Linked DNA regions of Mus musculus: all the other regions are linked to region 3. A link is a contact called in public HiChIP or PLAC-seq data. All regions are on one chromosome and are shown on one strand. Each heading gives the region's core, a stretch centred on a gene start, on an enhancer-like site or on the middle of the called end of the contact. The rest is flanking DNA. Distances are from core to core; before and after follow the strand shown. Region 1 overlaps Gmds (GDP-mannose 4, 6-dehydratase). Region 2 has its middle 39 kb from the start of 4930401O12Rik. Region 3 holds the start of Foxq1 (forkhead box Q1). Region 4 has its middle 74 kb from the start of 4930401O12Rik.

Region 1 (3,760 bases), core at 1,208-3,707, 260 kb after region 3:
TATGCCCGAGTGACAGAGCATCTGTGTATGCCCCCAGCCCGCCCAGTCCTACAAGCCCCACCTCCCAGAGACCATCTGCTTTCAATTAGCAGCATCCCATTTGGGAACAGAAACAGCAGGCTCCTCTTGGGGTGGCTTCTGAGAACCGGGTGGGCCAGCCTGGCTACCTTAGTTCTGTTCCACGGGGGCCGAGGCTGCCCTGGCCAGTATGCTCTCACAGGATAGAAAGCACCAGAAAAGGCTGCCCCTGCGCCAGCCCTAGTCCTCCCCCAGATCATAAACCTGCCTGTGAAGACATTCAGAAACAGCTCACTCCCAGTTCTTGCATGTGCAAAGATTGGAATGCCACTCGCTTAAGTTTTATTTTATTTTGCTTGGAAGGGGCGTGAAGGGGAGAAGAGTCCTGACCTAATTTGTTCTAGGCCAAAACACTATTTCATGCAAGACTGTATACCTGCAGGCAGATCCTTGCTTGCTCCAGGGAGGGGTTCTGTCCACTTATGTATCACCTGTAGCTACACAGTCCACAGCTCAGGAACACGGGTCCATATAATTCTAGCACATAAACGAGAAACTCAGTGGCACTGGAGCCTCCGTTCTAAGTCTCTTTCTCATAACTTCTAACTAGTATTGATGAGTCTGAAGGATCAGCATGATGTCTGGTGTACATTAGGATGTAAGCAGACTGAACTGACGAGTCAAAATTCAGTTTAAAAAGCGACCTAGTACTGAAGGTTAGATGTTGGAAGTAAATATTGTGTGAAAGACTCTAGCACATAGAAGAGGCATTGGGGGCTTTTGGGCTTTCACATACAATGTTCCAGCAATATTTACTTACCATCAAAGTTTCTTTTAGCCCATGTTTCATGAGCCTTTTCTGAGAGGGTGAAAGCTAGGTGGTTCTAATTAAACTCAGCAGAGACAAGACCGGATAGGAATGTTTCAGTTCAGCAGGGGATAGGTGTGTCCTAAGGCAGAGACTTAGCTGGGTGCTCTGCCAGCTTAGGTTAGGGTCTTTTCAACAGGGGCTCTCCCAAAGGAACTAAGGACTGTTCCATCCCCAGCTGTGGGTGTGGGTGTGGTCTGGGGCCATAAACTGCCTACATTATAACCTGGAGAAAACATACACAGCAAACTCTGTTAGTGCTGGTTTATAGAAAGATTATTTAATAAGAAAAGAGAAAAACAATCTCAAGACTCCAAAATATAAGTTGTCTAGTGACATAATTTCAAGTAAAATGAGTATGTGATTCAAACTTCTTGATTTCCTGAAACCAGTCAGAGGAGGAGACTTTGACAAAAGCAATGCGGCCTTAGCTCTGGTGTGTCCTGTCCCAGGCTCTACAAACCTCTGTGGCCCAGCTCTGGATACAGGGACAGCACAGGAGGTCGAGGGTCCATGGTTGGCAGGAGTTACTGGACTCTGGTTCCCTGGCTCTGCACTGTCACCATGCCCCTCGAGTCTCTGCAGAGGGGCTCAAGCGTTGGGGTTGGTCCTCATGAGCTCCACGTCGGCCTGCACCATCTCCCTCACCAGCTCCTGCAACCCAAGATTCAGGGTGGACCGTAAGGGCGGAGTTTCTGCCACCCTCTCCTATAACACCTCCTCACAGGGCCCTGAAAGGTCTCCTGTTTGACAACAGCCCGCCAGCAAGAGCTCACAGCTAGCAGCTCTGAGAATATGCACTGGAGACAAAACTTACGTCAAAGGCAACGCGGGGCTTCCAGTTTAGCTTCTGCTGAGCCTTGGAGCAGTCTCCCTGCAGAAAGTCCTGTGGAGAGATGGCAGATGAGCTGTGCATGCATGGGCTTGTCATACCCCTTGCCCAATCTGTCTCATCAGGTACTTACCATCGGGTCAGCTAGGACCTTGCAAGTAAGCATCTCCAACTGCCCACATTCCCTGCCCCACCTTGTCCTAGTGACTCCGATGGCTCTTTCTCTTTCTTTCTTTCTTTCTTTCTTTCTTTCTTTCTTTCTTTCTTTCTTTCTTTCTTTCTTTCTCTTTCTTTCCTTCCTTCCTTCCTTCCTTCCTTCCTTCCTTCCTTCCTTCCTTCCTTCCTTCCTTCCTTCTTTCTTTCTTTCTTTCTTTCTTTCTTTCTTTCTTTCTTTCTTTCTTTCTTTCTTTCTTAGATATTAAGTTGTCAGGAGAACTGCTGTAAGAACTGTTAAGTTACTGCACTTCTCGGCAAGGCCACGGGTAAATCATGCCGGCAGGGGAGTTCCACTGCAGAACAGTAATTCCAGATCCTCGACCGGCAGAACCCTGACTCATCTGCTAGGTCCCTAGAAACTACACTTCCTCAGGCCCCACTACCTACCATCAGTTCTATAGCCTTTGCCCTGTCCCTGGCGCCTGGCCGCCTGGATTCGTAGTAGCGGATCGGATCCCTACCTCCAGTCTCCAGCTTTTGGGACAGCCCAGGCGGGCAGGCAGTTGCAGGCGATCGATCGGCACCACCACAGCGTGGTCAGCCTAGAGAGCAGAGCTTACAGTAGCAGGGGCTGAGCCCTGGCTCTGCTAGGGTAGAGACAGCTCTCTCTGCCAGTCAGCAGGGAACCCACAAGCTCCTAAACCGAAACCTCCTTTTCGCAGCCACACTAAAGGGTCTGTTCTACTCTTATCTTTCTTCCTTAGAATATGGGGATTTTTTTTCTCGACTCATGGGACAAACTTGCAAATCTCAGTTTGAAACTCTGCATTAGAGGCCATGTACCCCTGTCGGTCTAGACCCTTTCTCTAGCTTTTCACCTCTCTCTGCCTGCTATTTACAGGTCCACTTTCAGAGAAGAGTGCTGACAACCACTGACACGGCCCAGGAGTGGGCCTTAACATACAGCACAGAGCCAAGCCTAATCGGCTTGCTCGGCTCTGACTTTACCGGGGGAAACACATGTGGATTCAGGCTTCCTGGAGAATTCTAGCAAGAGAAGTTCACAATTATTCATTTAAGAGGTTTCCTTGGAAAGAAGACTGGCAACAAACAAGAAACAGAAGAGAAGAAAATCCTCTATCTTGGCCCTCACTCACAGTTCTTTATTGCAGGTCTCAAGACTAGTGGGAATTTCAAGATAAGATGAAAGGGAAGAGAGGAAAGGAAGAAAAAAGCAGGGAACTCCAGTTAGGTCTATTCGTATGAGGATACCATATGAATATGCCAAGACTCAAAATAACCAGGGACTGGGCAGGAAGGGAGGGGGGAGGTGATCTTTATAGTGATAAGTATTACATTAAGGCACTTTATTTTAGCAGTACACTATTGGACAAGTGAACCATCCCTCTGAGTGACAGCCACCGATAATCGTAACCATGCTGCAGTAAAAGGCTTCTCCTGCTCTCAGTCTCCTGAACTCGGCAGGCAAAGGCATTTTATTCTGGATTTCAGATGGGTAGGCTGGGGTTAGGTATAAGCTATCTGTGTGTGCACACAATGTGCTCACCTGGGCCTTCCAAGCAGAGGCGGTCTGGATTCCCTTTCCCAGCCTGACTCTTACTCAAGCAGAGGACATTCAGGGACTCTCCTTCTCAATCATCCAGCATTGCTTTTTAGGCTTGAATAAATCAAATTCCCAAAGGCTTTGCATTTCACAATATGCTGAAGTACCCACTTCCTCCCCAGAGTGTTCACCAGAGTGAAGCAAGTTATTTCTGCAGGCCTAAAAGCCCATTTCCAGACTCCCCAGGAAAGGTAGGATACCAGAATTAGTAATTTGCGTTTATAGCACAGTGCTACCTGGAGCTGCCAGTGTAGGTGAAAAA
Region 2 (3,402 bases), core at 166-2,665, 280 kb before region 3:
CAGTTTCCTCTTTTCTGCAAGATGACTTAAAAAGAAAGACTCTCTTGGGATGTGGCACATCTCTGTGGATGCTACCTGTTTCCTCACATACCGCTTTATAGAGTGTCACTGTGCATGTATGGAGTGCTGGCCTGGTGTTGAAGGGAAGCATGGAATTTACAGCTTAAAGACCTCATATGTTTCCTAAGACAGGTCACAGATCATTCTGAGAGCAGATGAAGATGATCATTGTAATATAAGCATCAAGTTCTGAGGGGACAGAAGAAAAGACCAATTCGTTGATCTTGGTCATGGTGATTTTATTATTCACATCTGTATGAAAACTAAACACCAACAAGGGATTACCAAGACTTTCTGGAGAAAATGGTCTTGAGTTGTGACTCTGATGGGTTGACATCTTAAAGGAAGAACAGAAGGCAGTGAAAAGTTCCTTGGAATTGGGGGAAGTACATACAGAAGCCATGGAGTAGCAAGAGAGCACCCTTCCACAAGGGCACAGAGACAGGAGACTGATAATAGTTGGGGCATCAGTGTCTGAAACAAACCCATGAGTGACTCCATTAGACCTCAGCTCTCAGTTACTGAGCCAGGGAGGAGACTTGCACATGTTCAGTGACCTGATCTGTACTTTACGCTGCTAGTATTGGTTAGTTAACATTGAATGAGAGAATTACCCACTTTCCCTCAATGTTAGACCACTGCTTTAGGCACTGACACTGAAGGTGAGAACAGAAAGCTATTTGAACCAGTAGCCTGGATTGGAATCCCAGCTCCTGGAGCTTTACCAGATGGGACTGGAACACATTGCTTCCTCTCTCTGCACCTCCTCTTCCTCATCTTTGAAAGAAGGATACTGGTAGCCTGAGACTGTGGTGAATGCTATGAGGCAATGCAACTGTGTGTGGCTATGCTTGGTTGTCAAGTTGACTACATTTGGAATTAACTAAAACGCTGGTGAGAGTTGTTTTTTCTTAATTAAATCATTTGACATGGGAAGACCCACTTTTAATCTGAATCTTTTGAGATGGGAATATACGACTTCAATTCAGATATTTTGAAATGAGAAGATCCAACTTTAATCTGAGCCACACCTTTTGCTGACAGCCTATATAAAGGACATTAAAGATGGAAACTTGCTCTTGCCTGCTCCCTCTTGTATTCCTCACAAATATGTATGAATACATACATACATATGTACATACATACATATATGTGTATGGTCATATATATGTATATTCATTCTGTAAGTTCCATTCCTTTAGAAAATCCTAACATAATAACTAAGAACTCAGAAGGAACTGGCACATGGTGAGTGGGATTCCCATTGTTCTCTGTGCCTTCCAGTACGGGACAATGGGACCCAGCCATGCCCTTATACTGTTACTCGTTGACTACCTTCTCTGATTATGTCAGCTAGGTGGGGTTGACAGGAACCTCTGCTGGCTCTCATTACTATATATAGTCCACCAGGCTGCCACGCCTGAGGAAAGTCTGTGAATTCTTAGAATTCCACAGAAGGCCAAGCACTGTGCATCACCAAGCACTGTGCATCACCAAGCACTGTGCATATTACAGAGGCTGGGTTGAAAGTCTTTCCTCAGCATCTAGAGAAGGTTTGCTCCAAAATTTCCCAGGATAACATATAAAGTGGCACCTCATTTATATGTAAACCATGTTCATCTTTTTGTGAACATGACATCATGTTTTGAATGCTGATGTAGTGTAAGGCATGTGTGAAGGTTATTATACTGATTAAGAAATAATACCAACGACAAGTGTACTTAGTAAGTACAGATGCAGCCATGGCATATGTAAACTATGTAGCACATGACCCAAAGCTGTTAAATCCACAGATATGGATGGAATTCAGGGATTTAAGGGCTGGGAGCACTTCACAAAGCAGACATGATAGTGCTAGCTTGGACTCAGGGCAGAACAAGTCAACCAGTAATGTGATAGATACCCGAGAAACACAGAAATTGGACAGGGGGCCTTTGAGTAACTGTTCTGAGCAATTTGCTTTAAACATCTTTGGGAGAGTCTGTGCCAACAGTGAGGGTTAACCATGTGCTTTCATTATCCAGTACCAGGAGTCTTCACTACTAACTGTGTGACCTTGGGCAGTTCATGTGGTCTCTCTGAGACTTAATTCTCACTTGGAAAAGAGAGATATACAATACAGAAGTGGATGTTCACAGTCATCTATAGGATGGAACACAGGGCCCCCAATGAAGGAGCTAGAGAAAGTACCCAAGGAGCTAAAGGGGTCTGCAACCCTATAGGAGAAACAACAATAAGAACTAACCAATACCCCCCAGAGCTTGTCTCTAGTTGCATATGTAACAGAGGATGGCCTAGTCAACCATCAGTGGAAGGAGAGGCCCTTGGTCTTATGAAGATTATATGACCCAGTACAGGGGAATGCCAGGGCCAGGAAGCGGGAGTGGGTGGGTTGGGGAGCAGGGCAAGGGGAGGGTATAGGGGACTTTCGGAGAGGAGATTGGAAAGGGGATAGAATTTGAAATGTAAATGAAGAAAATGTCTAAAAAAGAGAGAGAGATATACAAAGGATGCATGTATATATGAATATGTGCATGTATATATTATATATGTATATATCACATATACATATATGTTGTGGCAAGAATTAAATCAAATAGTAGTGTAAGATACCTAACAGATTATTTTCACATAATGTTCAATAAATAGCAAACACTGCTAATAATAACATTCTTAATTATTAGTGAATATGAATGCTATGAGAAAAATAGAAGCATAATTATATACTTTTTCTCTAATAAAAAAAATCATTAGTTGAACAGAGTAGAACAAAAAAAGGCATCACAGAATCAACAAAAACCCTAAGTCCTGGAAAGAATTCCAACTATAGAAAAGTGCATATCTATTGGCTTTCAAATATATATATATATATATATATATATATATATATATATACACACACACACACACACATACACACACACACATATATACATATATATATATGTATATATATATATATATACTTGATAACTTTGTCCAGACTGTGAAAATCAAGTGAAAAATAGTTTACATTTTCTTTTATTCTCTTATTCTTAAAGTACTCATTCCATCCTCCTGTGACGGCTCTATGAAGACAAAGGTTTAAAACCTGTGCTGTTAGGTTAGGAGGGAAAGGTGAGCTGCCCTTAAAAGCTGGCACAGAAGAGCTGACTTAGATGGTCACAAAACTTCTGTTAGGTGTCATAGAACACCACACACCCATACCTCAAGCATGATCATGACCCTTAGTGACAGGAGACTTAAGAAAGAAACCTGCCTGGTAAGAAATTGCCTGGCCTTACTTTGTGGATGAAACCCCAAAGAACTCTTTGCCTTGGAATTTCTAATCATATTTCCCAG
Region 3 (3,666 bases), core at 772-3,271:
GAAGAGTTTTATTTGTGATTTTTAACTTAAGACAAACTTTTTTCTCAGCACATGGTATCGATGGGGCAAGAATAGGATATACAGCCAAGAAATAAAGACAAGACTCCATCTTGATGGAGTCTGTATCCTAGTTCCCAGGTTCCTCTTCCCCTTCCCAGATAGCTGGACCCAGCCATTTTCCTCCTGGGGTCTTCCTCTCCGAAGTCGTCGTAGTGGTCCATGGGTAGTATCTTACCTAGCCATTCCAACCTCCCAAAGAACTCTCAAAGTAGAAAGAGTTGCCCCACCCTCACCCCAGCTGAGAATTCTCCATCCTCCTCTCCTCCCCCATCACAAGCTCCAAACCCAACAGTCAGCTTAATAGGGACGAGGAATAGGCATTTCCTCGCCTAACCAAGATCAAGGTAAGGAGAGTATCTGCTGCAGCTAGTGAGAGGTGGTGACGGATGAAGTGCGGGACTGGCAGTGAGGTGGACTGGCAGTGAGTGGATTAGCAGCCACTGGTGTTCCTAGGCCTGGAATCTCCCTATTGCCTATTGCCTATTGAGTCTTAACCCTCCTAAATGTATCTCCTCCATAAAACAGGCACGCTGAGTTCAAATAAGGACAACCTTCATTAACAATGTCTTTTATCCCTGGCCAAATCAATGCTTTGTCACCTTGCACTGGGCTAATTCTCATCCCAACGCACTCCCCTGGCCAGGACCTAGGGACCATCCATTTGCGGGCAGGAGCTAAGAGGAACCCCTTGAAAGAGGCTGTTTTTCGAGGCTGGAGGAACGCACCACGTGGTAAACAGTTACTCCCTGCATACTACAAAACATCAGATTCCTGCTGGCTGTCAAGATGCCCACTGCATTCTGAGCGCCTTTACGGCTTCTTGACTTAAGAGAAGAGAAGCTTGTGTATGCTTTCCACACAAATGGTGGAAAGTAATAAAATAAACTTCAAACATGCTCTCCCACATAGTCGCAGCCTCAACATTATTCGCAACAAAAGCAGGAAGAAGGAGGAAGCTGGCGTGGTAGGCATAGGGTCAAAAGTGCACCCTTCCTAGTGCAAGGCCCCTTTCCTTGGAGAACTGACACAGAGTTGTCAGGGAGTCGGAGGAGTTGCAGAAGAGGCCTCCTTTCCTGTTTGACACCCGTGCCACTAAAGCCAAGGCAAGTTCTAGAGCACAGTTGCAGACAAATAGCGATAAACACGCCTTGCCTTTGCCTCATGCCCCAAGGAACACACATCCTCCCGTGATTCTTGTTGATTGCTAGACCCGGGCACTGCATGGCTGTGGGCAAAGCCCACGTCACAAGACTTCGGAAGGGACTCAAGGCAGGCAGAGCCGGGCACCTCTCTTGCAAAGCGGCCTCCCGGTAAAAGTATGGGGCGTTGCCTCCTTCCCCCCAGAGCCTCCAGCCAGGTATGACAAAATAAAAGTGAAAGTCGGAAGCCGGCTAAGAAACAAGAGGCACGATCAACCAAAAAGAATCATAGAATTTCAAGCTCGTGGTTTTTACTTGTTACAAGGGGTAAAGTTGGCCATAGAGAGGAAGTAAGAGGAAGGGCACGAAAGAGGTCAATGCAAAGGCTGTTCCACGGGGTGTCTGCAGTTCAGCGATTCAATTATCACCAGGGATTTCCTTTCCTAAGAATATTGGCTCTCCTTGCCAAAAAAATCCGCAGGCTGCACGCAGCGCGCAGCTCAGGACGGCGGCCAGACCTATGCAACCAGTCCCTCGGCCTAAGCCCTTTTAGGTGTCTCTCTGGAGCGTCCAAAAAGTGTCAGCTCTACCAGGTATAGGAGAGCAATCGTCTTGGTGAGTCCGGGGGGCGCAGAAACCCACTCGGTGGCCGCGGGAAGCCAGAAGCTCCTACCTGCGCAGCGGGGCGGGCGGGGCAGCCGCACAGGCGCGCACACTCGCGCGCACACCCTAGCCGTGCGCTCGCTCCCCATTGGCGAGACCGAAAGGGCGGGGCCGGCCAGACCCAAAACAAACAACCTGCGCCCGCGGAGACTCTGTGGCCGCGCCGCCGCGTGGCCTCGGCCTGATGAACGCCTTGGGGGGAGCCGCGGCCACCTCGGCCACCTAGTTCCCCCACCCCCTGGCCGTGGGCGCCCAGGCCCCGCCCGCGCGGAGCCGCCGCAGGGTTATATTGGGCCGGACCGAAGGTGGAGGCGAGATTCTGCTGCGGCCGGCCAGCGCGGACATGCTGCCCGGGAAGCCGGGGGTGGCAAGGCGGCTGCGGGTGCGGCGGCCTCGAAGACTCCTTTCTATGGGCTCTCGAGGCTGAAGACGTCCTATCCTCAAAAGTAGCGGGTGCGCCAGCAGACGTCAGGTCGGTGCCTGAGACCTAGACATCCAGCGAAGGAACACTTTTGGACGCCCAGACCGATAGCATAAGCGCCGGCTCGGTCCTCCCAGCACGAAATCCTAAGGCTGGTGTGTCCTGGCCCCCGCTTCGCAGGGTGGCCCCTCATTCCTCGCTTGTCTTCCGCTCAAAGTCTCTAAACCTCGGAGTAAGGACAGCACTGCACCAACTTCTATCACTCCACTCCTCACTTCACCCAACAATCAAAACCCCTCCCAAAAAAAATCCCAGCGGAGGAGAACCTTTCGGAAAAGCGTCTCTCTCGGAAAGACGCAGGAGCGGTCCCTCCCAGGAGAAGACAGACTCAGCGGGCCACGGGATCGCCACTCCGGGCGCCACTCGCTTCCTACGACCTCGCAGGAAAGGGGTAACTGTGCCGGACTGGAAGCACCAGCGCCGGCATGAAATTGGAGGTGTTCGTCCCACGCGCAGCCCACGGGGACAAAATGGGCAGCGATCTGGAGGGGGCCGGCAGCAGCGACGTGCCATCTCCACTGTCCGCGGCTGGTGACGACTCCTTAGGCTCAGACGGGGACTGTGCAGCCAACAGCCCGGCGGCGGGCAGCGGCGCCGGGGATCTGGAAGGTGGCGGCGGCGAGAGGAATTCGAGTGGCGGGCCGAGCGCCCAAGACGGTCCGGAGGCAACTGATGACAGCAGAACGCAGGCCTCCGCGGCAGGGCCGTGCGCGGGCGGCGTGGGCGGCGGCGAGGGCGCGCGCAGCAAGCCGTACACGCGGCGGCCCAAGCCCCCATACTCCTACATCGCTCTCATCGCCATGGCCATCCGCGACTCCGCGGGCGGACGCCTGACACTGGCCGAGATCAACGAGTACCTCATGGGCAAGTTCCCCTTTTTCCGGGGCAGCTACACGGGCTGGCGCAACTCCGTGCGCCACAACCTCTCGCTCAACGACTGTTTCGTCAAGGTGCTGCGCGACCCCTCGCGGCCCTGGGGCAAGGACAACTACTGGATGCTCAACCCCAACAGCGAATACACCTTCGCCGACGGGGTCTTCCGCCGCCGCCGCAAGCGCCTCAGCCACCGGACCACAGTCTCCGCGTCCGGGCTGCGGCCGGAGGAAGCCCCACCCGGACCTGCCGGGACCCCGCAGCCCGCGCCCGCCGCCCGCTCCTCCCCGATCGCGCGCTCGCCGGCTCGCCAGGAGGAGCGCTCCAGCCCTGCGAGCAAGTTCTCCAGCTCCTTCGCCATCGACAGCATTCTCAGCAAGCCTTTTCGCAGCCGCCGCGACGGCGACTCGGCTCTGGGGGTGCAGCTACCCTGGGGCGCCGCTCCCTGCC
Region 4 (3,323 bases), core at 246-2,745, 390 kb before region 3:
TGCGTGCAGGACGACCATGTGGGGGACCCAGGGAGAAGGTGCCATCTACAAGCCAAGGAGAGAGACATTAGGAGAATCCAGCCCTGACTGGGCTTTACCTTGGGTTTCCAGACATCAAAACGGAGTAAAATTTCTAATATTTAAAGCAGCAAGCCTGGCATTTTGTTAAGATTACTCTAGAAGACTGTCCCATGTAGATTTTCACAGTTGCAAAAATAGCATGTACTTTTTTTTTAAAGATTGATTTATTATTATACATAAGTACATTGTAGCTGTCTTCAGACCCACCAGAAGAGGGAGTCAGATCCCATTACAGGTGGTTTTGAGCTACCATATGGTTGCTGGGATTTGAACTCAGGACCTTTGGAAGAGCAGTCAGTGCTGTTACCCGCTGAGCCATCTCACCAGCCCACATGTACTTTTCCCTGTAATACCTTTACATTTTGAGTCCGTAGCTCCAATCAAGAACTATTTCAACTACCAATTGACTCTGTGGGCTGCTCTAATCAATAAAATGTTATTTGTGTGCCAATTCCAGTCTGAGCTATAAGAATGGTTTTCTTGCTCCCTTCGAGACCACCCCTGTAGGATAGGACAGGATAACTCACCCACTTCCCGCCTTAGTATGCACTTGACCCAGATTCTCAGCACAGCACAGCTCCATCCAGCCCAAACTGCTAACCAAATGCTTGTTGGAAGCCACAAACCTCTCATGACTTGTTCTTGTTATGCGCCCTGTGGATCTGATTTACTCAGTGAAGCAGGTGGGAGTCAAGTGGTGGCTGACAGGCCAGCTTGCACAGCTTGGCTTTGTGTTAACTGTGGATATCGAAAGCTCACGGCCCAACTGGCAGGTCAGGAAGTGGATACTGGGATATTCAAGATAAAACATTAAGAAATATTTACCTATGACTTTGCTTATTTTGAGCTCCTTTTTCATGATTTGACAGAAGATGGTTTGCTTCTTCTCCATACCTCTCCAAGCAGATGTGTCCTGTGACATCACCAGGAAGTGCTCTGCCAGGGCTGTGCTGGGACTACTTGTGTTCTGCCCACCTTGATCTTTCTGGGGCTGCCATGAAGAGCTTACATGGAGGAGAACATTCGTTATCCATGTGACCCTCTGAACTCTCATTTAGGAGGCTTGGGAGACTTCAGCCCACTAAAAAAGCAAGAACCAGTATCTCGGGCTCTGTGCTATTTGAAGACCATACCTTGGCTCTTACTGTCTGAGAGCACATGCTTTTTTTTGCATCAAGGCCAAACCACATCCCTTTCTGGGATGAATTTACAAACAGGCTCAGTAGAGGTTCTGATTTGTTGGAATGTGGCCAGAGAGTCCATTCCTTAGTTGGCTTCTGTGTTGTTTTCCTGAGACCTCTGAAGGCCTTGAGACCTCCCTCTGAGGCTGTTGCTCTCTTCTCTGGGATGCTGGAGAGGACTTCTAATGGGTACTCTGTGATGTGTAAAAAAGCCAAGCTGCGGGGAGGTTCTTTGTGGCAAAGGAGGCTTGCCGGCTCTGTGCCAGGTGCAATCACTGCCTCTCTCTGCTGTACAGCTATCATCTGTAAGGCATCTTGGACATTTTCTGAGACAGCAGTAAAGGAATCTGACTCAGATCATTAAAGTCCCGTGTGTGGGCGATCCGTTGGGGGGAGGGGCTGCCGCAGAGGATGTTTGACATGACTCTTGCCAGACACGGATACCCCAGACAAGCCCAGGGCAACGAATCAGATATTTCATTGTTTCAACAGTTACCAATAATCTATGCATTGTCTGCCTGCCTCCATCCATTCCTCCATCCATCCATTCTCATTTATACCTGTCACCTACCTAAAACTAAAATTAAAGGATAAACATACATGAAAACGCAAATGCACACACACACACACACAAACATGCAACATCTAACCTCCCTTTCTCTAAGTTCCCATTGTCTCAATAAAAAGGCATCAAGTATTTGTGATCCAGTCTCTAGCTTCCTGTGAGCATTCACTGGCATCATTTTATGAGGAGAGCATTGTGGTAAGACATGCAAATGTCACTGGCTTGAAAATGATAGGAAGTGAGGCCAGTAGTGACCATACTTTGTAGACAGATGCTCATTTTCCTCCTAAAGTACAGTGTCTTAATGCAGAACAGAACTTCTCTTCCTCCTTTGTATTCAAGCCTGGATACTGTCACGTGTTTGGTTAGGATCAAAAATTATCTCTTCTAGTAGAGACGATTTAATCTCAAAATGTCAAGCAACTTCAAATGTTCCTACTCAGATGTAAAGTGTGACTTGTTTTTAAAACATCTAGGAGAAACCTGGCAAGATTGTGCCTCTGCGTTTAGTAAATGTCTATTCACCAGGGGATCCCGAGCACACAAAGTGCATCCTCCCCCGTCAGCTGTTCTCACAGCCAGTGATGAGGATGTGCTTCCACACGTTGGGTCGCAGCTCTCTTCTGCTTCCATCATCTCTCACTAGGTCACAGATCTGGGTGCAGCTCATCAGTGATGGGCAGCAGCTGTGAGCATTGCTCTGCCAGTGGCCTCTCTTTGCACTGCACCCTGGCCTGTTGTCTTGTTTGTATTAGTCTCAGTCCCATTTAATTTCCCCTATGCCTTACTTACTGCTTGGGGTAGTTTGAATGAAAATGGCGCACATAAACGCATAGGGAGTGGCATTATTTGAAAGCATTAGGATGTTTGGCCTTGTTGGAGAAGGTGTGATCTTATTATAGGAAGTGTGGCACTGGGGGTGGGCTTTGAGGTTTCAGAAGCTCAAGCCAAGCTGATCTGGGTGCAGAGCTCTCAGCAACATCTTCAGCAACCATGTCAGCCTATGTGCCACCATGCTTCCCACCATGGTGATAGTGAACTAAAACTCCGAACCATAAGTCATTCCCAGTTAAATGGTTTCCTATATAAGAGTTGCTGTGGTCTTGGTGTCAGCAATAAAACCCTAGGACACAGCTTCACAGGAAATTCTTCCTCGGGTATTATTAGAGTGTGACCACCAGGGTATATCAGAAGGTCTTAAAATACTAAGGATTTCACACTGACCCACTCTGAAATTTTCTTCAGTCTTTGCTCTCAAAGTTAATAGTTGAAATGTCTCTTGGTCATCCTGCCTGGTCCCTTGAAAGCCTATTCTCCATGGGGCCCAGGGATGCAGTTCATAGAGATTTCCCTACCTTCCCTACTTAGCAAGTTCGGCCCTCCTTTTCTTATGTTTCTGTCTCTCTCCTACTCTTTAATATCATCTCTAACGCTTTGGAAGCAACGAAGTGGAGGGTGGAAAGAATCCACAGGCCAAGTCTGTGCAACAAGAACAT

The links. HiChIP or PLAC-seq counts read pairs in DNA pulled down with a chosen protein or histone mark.
Region 1: a FOXA1 HiChIP or PLAC-seq map of pancreatic cancer cells shows a contact between it and region 3. The contact joins the enhancer-like site here to the promoter of Foxq1 in region 3. A contact is called at or near these places in 1 of 39 promoter capture datasets (embryonic stem cells), 7 of 484 Hi-C or Micro-C datasets (cerebellum, embryonic stem cells and spermatogonial stem cells) and 2 of 115 datasets of contacts at active chromatin or transcription factors (embryonic stem cells and pancreatic cancer cells).
Region 2: a contact with region 3 is called in an H3K27ac HiChIP or PLAC-seq map of extraembryonic endoderm stem cells, with 4 times the contacts expected there. The contact joins the enhancer-like site here to the promoter of Foxq1 in region 3. A contact is called at or near these places in 2 of 39 promoter capture datasets (the 3T3-L1 cell line and hippocampal neurons), 1 of 15 datasets of contacts at CTCF or cohesin (the NIH/3T3 cell line), 1 of 484 Hi-C or Micro-C datasets (nephron progenitors), 7 of 115 datasets of contacts at active chromatin or transcription factors (bone marrow-derived macrophages, craniofacial prominence, embryonic stem cells and 3 more) and 4 of 9 other capture datasets (adipose tissue, embryonic stem cells, liver and 1 more).
Region 4: a contact with region 3 is called in a CTCF HiChIP or PLAC-seq map of the NIH/3T3 cell line, with 6 read pairs. The contact joins the enhancer-like site here to the promoter of Foxq1 in region 3. A contact is called at or near these places in 7 of 39 promoter capture datasets (the SN4741 cell line, cranial neural crest, embryonic stem cells and 3 more), 1 of 15 datasets of contacts at CTCF or cohesin (the NIH/3T3 cell line), 1 of 484 Hi-C or Micro-C datasets (bone marrow-derived macrophages), 7 of 115 datasets of contacts at active chromatin or transcription factors (bone marrow-derived macrophages, embryonic forebrain, embryonic hindbrain and 4 more) and 5 of 9 other capture datasets (adipose tissue, embryonic stem cells, liver and 2 more).

The regions. Positions count from the first base shown.
Region 1 is chr13:31,818,439-31,822,198 of GRCm38.p6, forward strand. Gmds (GDP-mannose 4, 6-dehydratase) reads right to left here. Exons shown (of 11, transcript NM_146041.2): 10 at 1,704-1,772; 11 at 1,148-1,540. The coding sequence ends at 1,478. Among named protein-coding and RNA genes, the nearest start is that of Foxc1, 14 kb to the left of the region's middle. Within about 2 kb of position 2,458, at least 118 of the 459 cell types and tissues checked have an H3K27ac peak or open chromatin away from gene starts, as enhancers often do. A contact at or near this core is called in pancreatic cancer cells, where this site is marked.
Region 2 is chr13:31,278,661-31,282,062 of GRCm38.p6, forward strand. No RefSeq gene overlaps it. Among named protein-coding and RNA genes, the nearest start is that of 4930401O12Rik, 39 kb to the left of the region's middle. Within about 2 kb of position 1,416, at least 5 of the 459 cell types and tissues checked have an H3K27ac peak or open chromatin away from gene starts, as enhancers often do. A contact at or near this core is called in extraembryonic endoderm stem cells, where this site is marked.
Region 3 is chr13:31,556,149-31,559,814 of GRCm38.p6, forward strand. It overlaps Foxq1 (forkhead box Q1), which reads left to right and starts at 2,022. Exons shown (of 1, transcript NM_008239.4): 1 at 2,022-3,666. The coding sequence starts at 2,769.
Region 4 is chr13:31,165,031-31,168,353 of GRCm38.p6, forward strand. No RefSeq gene overlaps it. Among named protein-coding and RNA genes, the nearest start is that of 4930401O12Rik, 74 kb to the right of the region's middle. Within about 2 kb of position 1,496, at least 21 of the 459 cell types and tissues checked have an H3K27ac peak or open chromatin away from gene starts, as enhancers often do. A contact at or near this core is called in the NIH/3T3 cell line and the SN4741 cell line, where this site is marked.